Linked DNA regions of Zea mays: all the other regions are linked to region 1. A link is a contact called in public Hi-C data. All regions are on one chromosome and are shown on one strand. Each heading gives the region's core, a stretch centred on a gene start, on an enhancer-like site or on the middle of the called end of the contact. The rest is flanking DNA. Distances are from core to core; before and after follow the strand shown.

Region 1 (3,263 bases), core at 453-2,952:
AGTACAAAAGATCAAGTCATGCTACGAACCCATAGGCATTACTAGGAACCTTTGAGTCGATTATTTCAAAATCAACTCAAAGATTCGAGGCTTATGGGGGACAGATATCCCCCGGGTCCACTAGAAGACGAAAACCCTTGTGTGGGGCCGCAAACCAGTCACCCGCAAGGTCGTCTCATCGTGGGCCGGGCAAAGACTACAGTTGAAATGGGCCGACCCAAGAAGGTGATGGGCTCGCGCCCGGATTGTCTGTGGATTATAAGTAATCTTGAGGGAGTCGTCCGTCTTTCCCGCGCCCGACGCCCTCAAACGCCGGAGATAGACCGGGACGAAGCCATCGGGTTTTCCTTAAGATAAGTAAAGTTTGTTTGTTATTTGCTAGGAGATAAGCTAGAAGAGTGTGATCAGCGTGTGCATAGGGAGTGCCCCGCGGTCGTGTATATAAGGCCTAGGGGAACCCCATCATTTTCATCTCATTAGCACCTCTCCATTCAGGAAACGCCACTTGTAAACACACCACACATACAAAAGTCACCCTAGAAAGTAGGGTATTACACCTCTCAAAGCGGCCCGAACCTGTAGAAAATCGCCCGACTCTCTCTCATGCTTTTGGCATGAACCATCGAGCTACAATCTGCGACATCGTCCTACCCAAAAGCATCACGAGGGTACCCCCGGTTGTGCGGTCGGACACTAGACACCGACAGGAAGATTTGGCGCAATCGCAGCAGGTGGTGGATAGACTCACGTAAGTACTCTGATATGTACATGGATATCTCCTCAGTTGGCTATATAAGAATGAGGGGGCACCCCTACAAAAAGGTTAGCCCCGCTAGACTGGTACCTTCAGCAATTACATGTAAACCCTCGAACTTAGAGCAATACAACTCCCAGAAAAAACCATAGGGCGTAGGGTATTACGCCCAATAGAAGCCCAAACCTGTATAACTCGTTGTGTTTCGTCGTGCCCTGCACGAACCATCGAGCTACGATCGACATCGCCGCCCTTTTAAAAGCACTGCGTGATACGCCCCGTAGTGTGCCGTCGGTAGTAAACACCGACGGGGGCGTGCCATCATATGGATAACAAGCCTTGGTATACACCTAGTTTACTCTATTTTCTGGTTTTGAATTAAGTTTAGCACAAGCCATACTATAGATACTAATGGGTTATTGATAAGAACCAAGTGCTCATATCCCTATGCACTTCAAACAAACCTAGCCACAAGACAAGGAGCTTCTCACAAAATAGAGATACTTTTTACTATGTCGGCGATGATAAAAATATCTACTATTATCTCAGATCATAAATAAATATATGACGTCGTTATTTTTTTTAAAAAAACTTTAACCACTCATCTTATTCAAAATATTATTAAAAATATAAAAGTTTAAATCGTGATCTCGAGTGATAAAATAAATCATGACAAATAAATAATAACTCACGATTTTTTAATATAAGATGAGTGATTAAAGTTTTTGAAAAGAAAGCCAGCACCGCGGTATATATTTATAAAAAGAGGGAGTATCATGCGATAATATAAATATACCTGTGTAATAAATAAAAGAGAAAAAAACGAAAGAGAGAAACGGCCGGAGCTAGACGGACCCAAACAAACAATCGGCCCGCAGCACGCTACCACGACTGATCAATGACCCAATAACCCAAGGTCAACTCCGTAGGGATACCCTGGCTGTGCCTGGTGCCTGCCCGCCGCCGCCGTCCTGCCCACCCGCCCACCTGCACGCACCCAGATGCCACCTGCCGCTGCCGGCCGCCACTGCTGCCGGCGGCCACGTCCGCGGCGCTGACCACCGCCCGCCTCGCCATGCCCCGCATCCTCCTCGCCCAGTTCTCCCGCCGCCGGCTCCACGCTCACCTCTCGCGTCCCCTCGCCATTCTCTCGAACGCCTTCTCGGCGTCCGCCGCCTCGTCTCGGCCGCGCCCGCCGCCGCTCCCGCCACTCTCTCCGCTGCTCCCAGCGCGCCCCGAGGACGCGCGCCTCGTAGCCGCGTCCTCGTCCGCCATCGCCGCCGCCTTCCACGACTGGTTCCACGAGTCCCGCAACTCCGCTTCTGCGCCGACACCGCCCAAGGCGCTCGACGCGATCTACGAGGCGCTCGCGTCCGATGAGACGGCCCCGCTAGAGGCGCTCCCGCTCTCGGAGACGCTCGTCCTCGCCGTGCTCCGCCACCATCCGAGGGGGTTCCACAACGACGCCGCCCTGCTGCTGCTCCGCCTCAAGTTCTTCGACTGGTCGGGCCGTCACCGGCGCTACCACCACACGCGGGCCGTCTACCACACCGTCTTCCGCCTCCTTAGATGCGCGCGCCGCAATGCCGTCCTTCTCGATTGGCTCCACCGCTTCTTCGACACCTCCGCGAGAGGCGGCCACCTGCGTTTCCACGACACGCTCATCATCGGCTATGCCATCGCGGGCGACCCGCAGCGCGGGCTCAACATCTTCGGCCGCATGCGCTTCCACGGCCTCGACCCCGACCCCGTCTCTTCACGTATCCTCCTCAACTCCCTGGTCGATGCGTCGATGCACGATCTTGCCGAGTCCTTCGCCCACAACCTTGCCCCCAGCCCCGTCGCTACAAGCATATGCATCAAGAGCCTCTGTCGTCGCGCCCGCCTCGACGATGCCGTTGCTCTCCTCGACACCATGCCGTTTGCTGATGCATCCCGTGGCCCGGCGGCTGGCTGCATCCTCACCGAGTTCTGCCGCCGTGGACGTTTTGCGGAGGCAAGCGAGCTCGTTAGTAAGTTTCCATCCAGTGATGTGTATGGTGCGTGGATCAATGGACTCTTTGGTGCTGGCGAGCTTGATGCTACGATGAAGTTCCTCTCTGATAAGAAGGAAAGTGAAGGCTACATCCTTGATGGGCGGCGGTGTGACAGCCTTATTTATCGCTTGCTTGTCAGGAACAGACTTGGCGAAGTGTATGACTTGCTTGTTCAAATGATGGAGGAGGGCATTGCTCCTGGCATACGCACCATGAATGCTGCGCTTTGCTTCTTTTGCAAGGCTGGTCTTGTTGAAGTAGCCATGGATTTGTATAGGTCGAGAGTGGAGCTCGGGATCAACCCAAACAAAGATGTCTACCATAATCTGATCAAGGCACTGTGCCATGGTGGGGAGACAGAGGAAGCATGCCTGGTATTTGAGGAAACTATGGAAGGAGGGTACTTCCCGGGGCGTCGGACATTTACCATGCTTTCAAACGTGCTGTGTCAGGAGGGGAAGCTGGACAGGGTG
Region 2 (3,263 bases), core at 356-2,855, 900 kb after region 1:
AAATATGTTACTTAATTAAGTGAATTCCAAATCCTCTAAAATAAAAGGACCAAACGCCTCGTAAGTTGAATGTGGTATCATATACTTTTTTGGTGTGGCAAAGGAAAAATTAATGGCTCTATACTCCTTCGTGCAGGTTTAAACGTACAACTACGACCAGCGCCAGATCCAGGAATAGACTAAGGGAGGGGCTAATTTACTAGTGACCGACGGTGAAGACAAAAACAAGCTGGTAGGGACTTATGTTTCTCTCATTTTTTTCCTCTCTTCTCTTCTCCTCTAACCTCCACCTCTTTCTCCAACAGTGTGAGGGCTCATTTTTCTCTATTTTTCTTCTTCCTTCTTTCTCATCTATACTATACCTCTATAGCCAATGGAGTTTTATCAACATAGTAGGGGCCCCTTCATGTCCGCCAGACCGCCACTGACTACGATTCTATGATTCACGAAGACTTCACGCTTGCGCAATATTCGTTGGGCTGTTAGCTATTTCCACTAGCTTAGGTTCTATTTTGATTTGCCTAGTTTCTTATAAACTGATTTTTAAAAGTTAGAAGGCCTTTACACAGGTATAGTTTTTATTCAATTTCCAAAAACCTGTTTCCTGGTTTCTTAAAAATCAATAATCTGTTTAACCCTTACTAAAACCAGTTTTGGTTGGCTAATTACGTACTACCCTTAATGAGTTGGAAAATAATTACTAAACAATGCCACCGTCGCGAGCAACAACTCCACGCGCCCAGGCCTCCCCGTGTTCATCCGAGCAGCAATCCGGCCAACTCCACGCCCAGGCGTCCGGTCTACATCCAGGCGTGTTGTAACCGCCCAGGAGGCAACACTCACGCCAGGAATGGAAACGGGAAATTAGTGTCAGATATAAAAAATCATTATGCACATTAAAATAAACATATTTATATAACATCTAATCTCTTAACAATATAATTATTTATTTTTATTATTAACTATTATATAAAAAATATCACCATATATAAATTTAACGGGGTCTATATGAAAAATGGATGAGAAATGCTTTCTCGTACCCATTCTCGTTTATTGGTCTAGAGAGATTTTTTTTCTATTTATATCCCTGTGAGATAAAAAACTTTCCCGTTTCCTAATGAATTCCCGTAAAGAATTAGGAAACGAGATCTATTGCCATCTCTACTCGTGTCTCCTCGACTCCTCCACGCATCTCGTCATCTCGTGGGAGCGCCCAGGCCTCCGTTTCCTTCAGCGCGGCCGCAGATCGATCTGACCTGCGCTCTTGCTCATGCATTCCGCCAAGGATACAACGGTCATTGTCGAAGCTAGAGACCAAATTTTAAAAACTTTTGATTCAAACACTTTTGTGCAGTTTTTATCTAAAAGCCAGTTTCTAGAAATCAGGTATAGAAATCAGTTTTTTTTTTTAAAACCGAGGTAGATCCAAACAGAAACAGGCCCTTAGCCATCCCTGCTTGGTCCAAAAATTTTTTAAAAAAAGAGAAAAAGAAATCAAACCGAGCGCGTCGAGGTCAATGCAGGGCGGGACGGAGAAGGAGCAGGGAACAAGAGTACAAGACGAGCAACAGGACAATCCAACCAACCCTTTCCATTCCCAATCTTCCCGTCTCCAAGTCTCCGGTCTCGAATCCCTCCCTTCCAGAACAAGACACCTGACGCCGCCGCCCCCCCGCCGGCCGCACCCGTCCATACCATACCATACCATACCTCCGGCCGCTCGTCTCCTATCTCGTCACCTTCGCCCGGCGCTCAGATCTCCGCCGCGCCTCTGCCTGATCCCCCCACCCCCATTGGAGGGAGACACATCCCGCGTGGGCGCACGAGGTACGTACGCTCGCGCCTCTTCCGTCCTCTCGCGCGACCGCGGCGTCTAGGGTCGCCGATTCGCGTTCTGCTCTGCTCTGCTCTGCTCCTCGACTCTCGTCAGCAGTCGTCCCGCAGGGCGCTTCGACGGACCCATGCGCATGTATGTGTAGCTAACCCAGCAGCTGAAGGCTCTGGATTGGCGCTGCTGCATCATAGGTAGCGGGGGAATCGGGACAGTAATAACTGGGATATGGGTATCTGGAACCGTGGGGGTTTTGTGTGGTTCTAGATAAGATGGTGATGTGCTAGAGATACTTGGTTCGAGCAGATATACTGTTGGAATTCGATTCCCTCCTTTCCTGGTTCCATCCATATCCATCGATGCTGGCTGTGGCTGGGTTGAGGTCAGGCTCGCCTTGGTCACTGGTCCCCACAGTAGTAGCTAACTTTATTTTGTAGTGTGGCTGGCAAAATCTAGTGCACCGATCCTTATCAAAACTCAAAAGTATAAACAATAGTAATAGGCTCCCAACATGGGATTGAACCGTATATTACTGCTTTACCTGTCAGCCCCAGCAAAGCAGACGGAACAGTCAGACATCAAATCTTTTAAAACCAAGTAACACAAAACCGACCGTTCGAACCTAATGGCTTCGCTATCAAGTATGTTGGTTCATTTTACCGAGTAAAGGTTGAAATATCAAGCTAAGCAAAAGCACCCATGCTCTGATTAACATATACATGACTTATCATCTCCATATTCTGAGACTGATATTATCCCTGATGAGTGATGACCCAACCAAACTTTAGGTTTCAGCTAGCTAGCCATACTTAAAATCATTGTGATAGATTATGTGCATGAGGGCATTTTATTCTAATTGGCTTGATTTTTATGTGGTATTGATTTATTTTTAACATGTAGTTTATCAGTTTTAACCTTTCAGCACATCCTACTTATTGGTACACGACTTACCTACCACATATTATCTTGCAGGACCTGGTTTTTTTATCAAATGCTTGACAAAATGCTTGCTTGGTGATGTCTGGCTATGATTTGGGTCCTGTTTATCATGCAGTTGGCTTCTCATGGCACTCAAACAGAAGAGACGATGCAGTTTGTGCCCCATTGTGATCATGCAGAAGTGTCAGATTCACAGTCAACAAGTTCACAACTAAACCTGATAGAGAGATCAACAGAGCATCTAGCCTCATGTGAAATCAACCCAGTGAGCGTTGATGATGACAACGACAATGAACATATCGATGCCAATGAAGAAACTCACCTTGTTATTCAGGACGTTCCTCAATGCCGGATTTGCCTTGATAGTGAAGGTTTGCTCTTTGACTATCAGTGTTCTTAAGGCGCCTAGGCGAGCAAGTGCAGCAGACAACCGCCTTAGCGCCTAGGCGACGCCTAGGCGGGTAAGGCGAGCAAGGCGGCCAGTTTTGCCCGA
Region 3 (3,263 bases), core at 342-2,841, 800 kb before region 1:
CAGGAGGAGCAAAACAGGTCGCCTTGATTGATGGCTTGTTCTTCATGCATGCGTGCATGCATCGTCTCTTGGTTGATGAATGCGTGTGTACTGTATGCATGGATGACTCTGGATCAGTCACTCGTTTATTCACCCAATAACCATGGGATTATTATTTGTTCATCGATGAAACATTTTATGGCGCATAAACAATAATCTCATGGATGCAAAATTGTGAAGTTGGCGCGTCAAATACACATTGTGTATAATACGTACATATTTTTGTTTCTCTCGTGTCGTCATTAACACGAGTGGTTTGAGTGACATGCACGCTCTGTCAAAAGCTCAAGCGTTACGGGTTGAAGCAAAGCGATAGACAGCTGAGATATGCCTTGCAGGTTGGCAAAGCTTGCCCAAGCAAGCCCATGGAAATCAAAGACAAATCCATGTCTACCTTGGACAACACTTCACTTGATAAATTCTACCATTGGTCTTGATCAATTATTCCTATTCGGTTAGAAGGAATTACGAGATTAAAATGATTCGTATTATAGAACAAAGAATGACTAGTTGACCTTTTTTATACTCCTTCCGTTACAATTTATAATTCATTTGACTTTTTTGAACCTTTGTTTAAAGTATGTAAATAAAAGGAAAAAAAATAGTAGAACTTTTATGCTAGGTTTAAGAAAATTAAGTAGATGGCTAATTAACAGTAGCCCCAGGTAAAAATGTTGAACACCATAGTTCACCAAATTAAGTAGAGATTAACCATTGATTCCGCCCATTCTTTTAGAAAAATGAAAAAGGACATAAAAATATAAAAACATCAAGCAACCCTATTTTTTTAGAATTCTTAAGTGGTGTTGCTCTAGAAAATGTAAAGAGTCCTATTTCAGCAAGGAAATATAGTGCCACCTACTCCATGAGAGAAATAAAGAAAACTTTAGAAGAACGACTTGTTTTATTCAAAAAAATTAAAAAATAATTTCAAAGGCATACATAAAGTATATTATATGGTAAACAATATTATAGCAACGGTTCATAATAATTATAATTTTTTTAAATAAGACGAGTTAGTTAAATTTAGGGCAAAAAGGTCAAACGAATTATAAATTGGAACGTAGAAATAGTACACTCATATGTGTCGCAACTCGCATGTGCATATCAACTAGAAGAGGTGGGCCTAGGATTAGGGTTCGGTCCAGCAGCCCAAGTAACATTTAGCACCATATAGTAATTTCAGCAATGGCCCATGGTTATAATAACTAAGATGGAGGCACATAACGGAAGTATGTAGGTTCATCGGGCTATGACACACATTTTCAATTTGTGCATTCTCTTTGTATCTACTCTATGGCCATTTTTAGCATTGCCAATTCATAATTTAGCCCCCTTTTGATCTCTAGAGGATTGTAAAAAAAGTATGAGAAGTTGCTGCCTTTTGATTTTGCTCGGACCTATTCCTACCGGTCGTGGCAAAACGGAGCGCCAGCGGGTTTTTTTTTCCTTGCACGAAATTCGCATCGAAATGCCAAAACGCAGAACAATGAACACTGCACCTGCACGACACAGGATGGGATGGAATGGAAGGGACTGTGATGAAATATCGCGATGAAGCAGGGGTGTAGCCACGATTCCTTCCGTTCCATCTCCACCGGCTAAACTGCCCTCGCCTCCGATCGAACAGACGTTCCTCCTCCGTCGCCGCCGCGGCCGTTTGATCCTCCTTGCGAGTCCGAACCTCCCCACGACGGCACGCGGCCGGATCCAGATCGGGAGTACTCCCCACTCCCCGCGCTTCTCCTTCGCATCACAAGCGGCCCCGGCCCCAGACCCCTAGCCGGATCGGATCTCGCGCGGCGCCGTGCCGGAGATGATGTCGTCGTCGTCGGACGCGGCAGCGGCGCTGGAGCTGCAGGAGTCCGGGTGGGAGGAGCTGCGGCGGGAGGCGCGCAAGCTGGAGGGCGACCTCGACGTGAAGCTCTCCTCCTACGCGCGCCTCGCCGCGCGCTCCTCCTCCTCCGCCTCGGGCGCCGCCTCCCCCACCGCCGACCGCTCCTCCTGGAAGTCCATGGAGTTCGAGATCCAGTCGCTGCTCGGCAAGCTGCAGGACGTCAACGACGCCATGAGCCGCTGCGCCGCCTCCAGCGCCACCACCACCTCCGTCTCCCAGAAGCTCGCGCGCCACCGCGACATCCTCCACGAGTTCACGCAGGTCCACTCCTCCGCTCCGCTCCTCGCAGTCTCCTTTCGTTGATCCACCGGTTAGTAATCGCTCCAAGCATGGAAGCAGGAGTTCAGGCGGACGAGGGGGAACCTGAGCTCCATGAGGGAGCACGCCGATCTACTCAACTCCGTCCGAGACGACATCACCGAGTCCAGGGTTCGTTTCTTCCCAGGAACTCTTCCACTGCTGCTGCTTTGTACGTGCCGTTTCTATTGTCGTGTGCATTGTGCCCATCTTAACACTCTCTTCTGTCGAAATCCTGGCCAGGCCTCCGGTGGCATGTCGCCAAGAGTGCATTTGCTCAGGGAACGAGCTTCCATTCATGGCAGCATCAACCAGGTATTCCTGGAGTTAGACAGGCTTACATTGTTGTCCATTATAGTTTCAAACAGTATACCACAGTTGCTTAGCTTTGCCTGGGAAGAATCTAGTTTAAGAAACTGAATGTTCATCCTAAGCTGATACCAATGGTGCCATGTGCCAAACTGTGATAAGAAACTTGTGGAAGCAAATGTATCTTTCATTAGCCACCGGCCACCGCCGCACCATATTGCCATTTGACTCTGCAATCGGGGGTGTAAAGGAATAGGTCGTCGCTAGGAACGTTTACAACGCAAGAATATTTGCACCGTGCCAGTGCCTGCCAATATACATTTGTGCAGAGCTCTACCCTTGGCGCCAAGGAGGTTACATTTTTTTACCTTGATTTCAGATTGATGAGGTAATTGGCCAAGCTCAAAGCACAAGAGTAGCTCTTAACAATCAGAGGGCCATGTTTGGAGACATTCAAGGGAAAGTGAAGCAGCTGGGTGAAAAGTTCCCGGTAATCAGAGGTCTTCTTGGTAATATATTGATCCCTTCTCTGCCGCCGCAGGCCGCAGCACTGATTTCTTGTCATGCTGGCATCGTATTGCTCACTGCTGTGTGACGCTACATCCATATATAATTATGCCTAATCCGCCCTTGCAGGTGCCATCAAGCGGAAGAAATCAAAGGACACCATAATCCTCTCGGCAGTGATCGCGGCCTGCACCATCTTCCTGATCATTTACTG
Region 4 (3,263 bases), core at 228-2,727, 740 kb before region 1:
GAGCAACCGACTAGTAGTGTTTTAAATTCCACTCTATAAAAAAAATACATGGTACAATAAAAAATAGTGTTTTAAATAAAATTGCTAGACACGGTATAAGGTCATAGGAGCCAAGAACCATGAACTTTCTTAGCACTGGTAGTCTGTTTTGACATATTTATGGATACGATTATTACATGAAGAGAAGAAAAATTTATTTTTGACTTATATAGACAACAATCCACTGGGGAAACAGAACCATGGTCTACTTAGCAACAATATTTTTTTTTAAATTATGGTTTTACAATATTTTATAATCTACAATTATCTTAACAATATCATAGTTTTGGTTAGCTCAAATAAACTATGGTTTTGAAAAACATTATTTGGATAAACATTATAAACTATGGTATTTAGGCAAAAGCTAGCCATGTCATAAAAAAATTGTGTTGGCTCCAAAAATATTATAGAATTTAGAATAACATGATTTTGAAATCATAATTTCCTTTTAGAAAAGGAACCGAACGCCTAAAATGCTCTAATATTACTTTAAACCACGGTATCACCTAGAAACTAAAAATACTTTACTCTCAAGCATGCCCTTTATTCATCGAATCAACGAGACAAAAAATTACCGCAAATGCTTATTTGCGTGACGTTACATTAATTGGGCTGCTATATATGTGTATGAAGCAGTCGACGAAACTATACATCGTCGGTCATCAAATTGGTAGGTATACCCATGCATGCATGCATCAAATCGTCATCGCATCCCATGCATGCATGTATGATGTATCAGTGATTCAGTGTCACGCAAGCAGGCAGAAGACGACGACCGGCGGGCGTGCTCTGCGTTCAGGAAGGAGGAGGGGTGCAGGACCTCCTGCAGTTCTCGCTGAGCAGAGGCTGCTTCTCCTTGGCGCAGGTGGTGTTGCAGGCCTTGGTGACCTCAGCCGCCTTGACCACGTAGTCCTTGTCGCACGCCTCTTGGCACACCTTCATCTGCGGCGCGGTGATGCCCTTCTGCTCGGTGCACTTGCCCTTGCACTGGATCCGGCCGTACAGCACCAGGTTGGAGCGCTGTGAGAGGTCGCAGGACTCCTTGCACACCACCAGGTCCATCCCCTTCCTGCCCTCGCACAGCGTCGAGCAGAAGTTGTCCTGCACCTTCTTCTCCTCGGCGGCGGCGGCGGCGACTCTCTTCTTCTTTGCCTCTGCTATCAGCGGGGCACAAACTAGCGTCAGGGCTAGCACGAAGAGAACGGCTGACGATGATGCCACTTTCTTCATCTTTATTTATCTCTCGATCGCTCTCGGCGATTGTTGATGGATCGGAGAAGATGATGATAGGTTTAATTTGCTTGTGGAACTAACATGATCGTTGTTGGTTATATATACACAGTAGGATGTCACGAAAAGGAGATGATAGGTGTATGGCCATGAGAGTTTCCCTCCCGATCGTACCTCTCTCTTCGTGCAGTGGTACGCTTCTAACTAATACTCTAATAGCATGCATACATGTCCATATATAGATGCATGCATTTACTAGCTACCCACTATAATTGGTGAGAGAACACGAGGCCCGAAAGCCCAGCACGAGCATGATCTGGTCCAATGCCCAACAGAGATTTAACTAGTACTCCTATCTTATCGTAGTTGTACATGGATCATGTCTTAGATGTGGATTTTAATGACAAAGTATGATACGCCATAGTGACATGTATAGGTGTATATGACATCGAGCATGTTGTAGCATGTAGTCGCTAGATACGTGTGAACTTATAGTGCTCGTGGGTATACCTATAGCATTAGATATGGATACAGTGTCACCTTTTGGCCATAGCATCACCCCTCACAATAAACGTGATGGATGTGAGCCTTATCTTAGTCGCCAAAGCCACATGCGAGCAACTTGGTTGGGGGCACACATGGTACTGAGGCCGCACCGCTCAAAGGTCATCCTGCTTGTAGGATGTTCTAAGGAGAACCAGGGCTCCCGCGTAAAGCCCCTGCTCATAGGGCCTCGAGGCTAGCATAGCCAACACGAGGTTTGGCTTTGATAGAACAAGACTGTCGTGTTTGTGGAGGATACTTTATGTTTCAATCACCTTGACCATCAACAAAAACATTAGACAATAGCCATGTTGCACGAATCTTGAATTACAAGGGCCGTGCAACACTTCGGGTGCTATGCGAGTCAATTGTAAGAAAGGGAGAGAAGAACACCTTAAATCATGAGTCTTCTTTTTCCTTCACAATACACAATCTGTCGCACTCACGAAATAGTATTCTCTCTCTCTCTCTCTCTCCCATATCTGCCTCCAACCAACTGTAGTCATCCCATCTTGCTAATCCGTCACGACGCCATGACAACTATCCCATTCATTGGAGTCAGTTTTGAGCGTGGAGATCCTTAACCAAGAGAGGATGGACAAGGTTCAGTGGCTTCTTGAGTGGATCACACCAACAACGCTGATAATGTGCGACCACACATGCCTCGAGAGAGCATGTGGGAGTACAACTTATTCTACTTCTTTTTGCGATGATGGGGATGAACTTTCTATTGTCCTGATGCTTTCTCTAGAATTTGGAATTCTATGGCCTCTAAGTTGGCACCTCGTTAGTTTGGCAGCCGGACAGTCCGCGTGCACATATTCAATTAGGAGTAGGAGTAATCTAGCCTTAGGTTTAGATCTAGTTTAGTCTTCCACAACAATCTCTGTTCGACTCGATACTAATTAGAGACTCACAGGGTGGCCTGCTGACATAGAGCAACGCCTTGGAACTCTCCCCCTCGACGGAATCTCTCCCGGGGACAAGTTCTAGGGTTCTTCGCGGAGAAGAATACCCTCTGTGCCATCGCGGACAGACTAGCCCCAGATGCGAACCGTTCGAAAGCAAGCAGAGGAGGATCCGCTCCTGCGCCCAAGTCGTGGACCGTCCGACCCTATGCCGTAGATTGTCTGCGCCTCCACAGAGAGCACCACCAGGTGGTTCGTTCCAGTGTTTGGCGCCTAGATCGGCGTCAACATACTTTTTGGCGACTCCGCTGGGGAAGAGGGTGTTTAGATCTATAAAAAATGGCCCCATATGACTGGTTCCAAAGATCACCTCGATGTCTCCACCACCAACATCATCAAGCCAACCATGGAGCACTCCCGGCTAATGACGAGCAACCCTTCAATGACATCATATCTATTAAAAACCTAATGTGGGAATCTGGTGCTACCACGACTTTACCCTCCGTGCTACTACACCGTGCAAAAAATAGTGCAAAGCGAGCA

The links. Hi-C and Micro-C count contacts between places; a contact is called where the count stands out from the background.
Region 2: a contact with region 1 is called in a Hi-C map of ear, with 2.3 times the contacts expected there. The contact joins the promoter of LOC100285184 here to the promoter of LOC100381630 in region 1. A contact is called at or near these places in 2 of 25 Hi-C or Micro-C datasets (ear and tassel).
Region 3: a contact with region 1 is called in a Hi-C map of tassel, with 9 times the contacts expected there. The contact joins the promoter of LOC100284783 here to the promoter of LOC100381630 in region 1. A contact is called at or near these places in 16 of 25 Hi-C or Micro-C datasets (bundle sheath, ear, endosperm and 6 more) and 2 of 3 datasets of contacts at active chromatin or transcription factors (leaf and seedling).
Region 4: a Hi-C map of ear shows a contact between it and region 1, with 4 times the contacts expected there. The contact joins the promoter of LOC100276692 here to the promoter of LOC100381630 in region 1. A contact is called at or near these places in 2 of 25 Hi-C or Micro-C datasets (ear and tassel).

Annotation. Positions count from the first base shown.
Region 1 is chr5:76,059,360-76,062,622 of Zm-B73-REFERENCE-NAM-5.0, forward strand. It overlaps LOC100381630, which reads left to right and starts at 1,703. Exons shown (of 2, transcript NM_001361460.1): 1 at 1,703-3,263. The coding sequence starts at 1,830.
Region 2 is chr5:76,956,819-76,960,081 of Zm-B73-REFERENCE-NAM-5.0, forward strand. LOC100285184 (zinc finger, C3HC4 type family protein) reads left to right here and starts at 1,606. Exons shown (of 8, transcript NM_001158078.2): 1 at 1,606-1,827; 2 at 2,804-3,141. The coding sequence starts at 2,859.
Region 3 is chr5:75,255,443-75,258,705 of Zm-B73-REFERENCE-NAM-5.0, forward strand. It overlaps LOC100284783 (golgi SNARE 12 protein), which reads left to right and starts at 1,592. Exons shown (of 5, transcript NM_001157678.1): 1 at 1,592-2,197; 2 at 2,276-2,365; 3 at 2,477-2,548; 4 at 2,922-3,051; 5 at 3,179-3,263. The coding sequence starts at 1,856. It overlaps LOCLOC100382176, which reads left to right. Exons shown (of 4, transcript NM_001174936.1): 4 at 1-216. The coding sequence ends at 27.
Region 4 is chr5:75,320,781-75,324,043 of Zm-B73-REFERENCE-NAM-5.0, forward strand. It overlaps LOC100276692, which reads right to left and starts at 1,478. Exons shown (of 1, transcript NM_001150419.2): 1 at 452-1,478. The coding sequence starts at 1,269. The coding sequence ends at 835.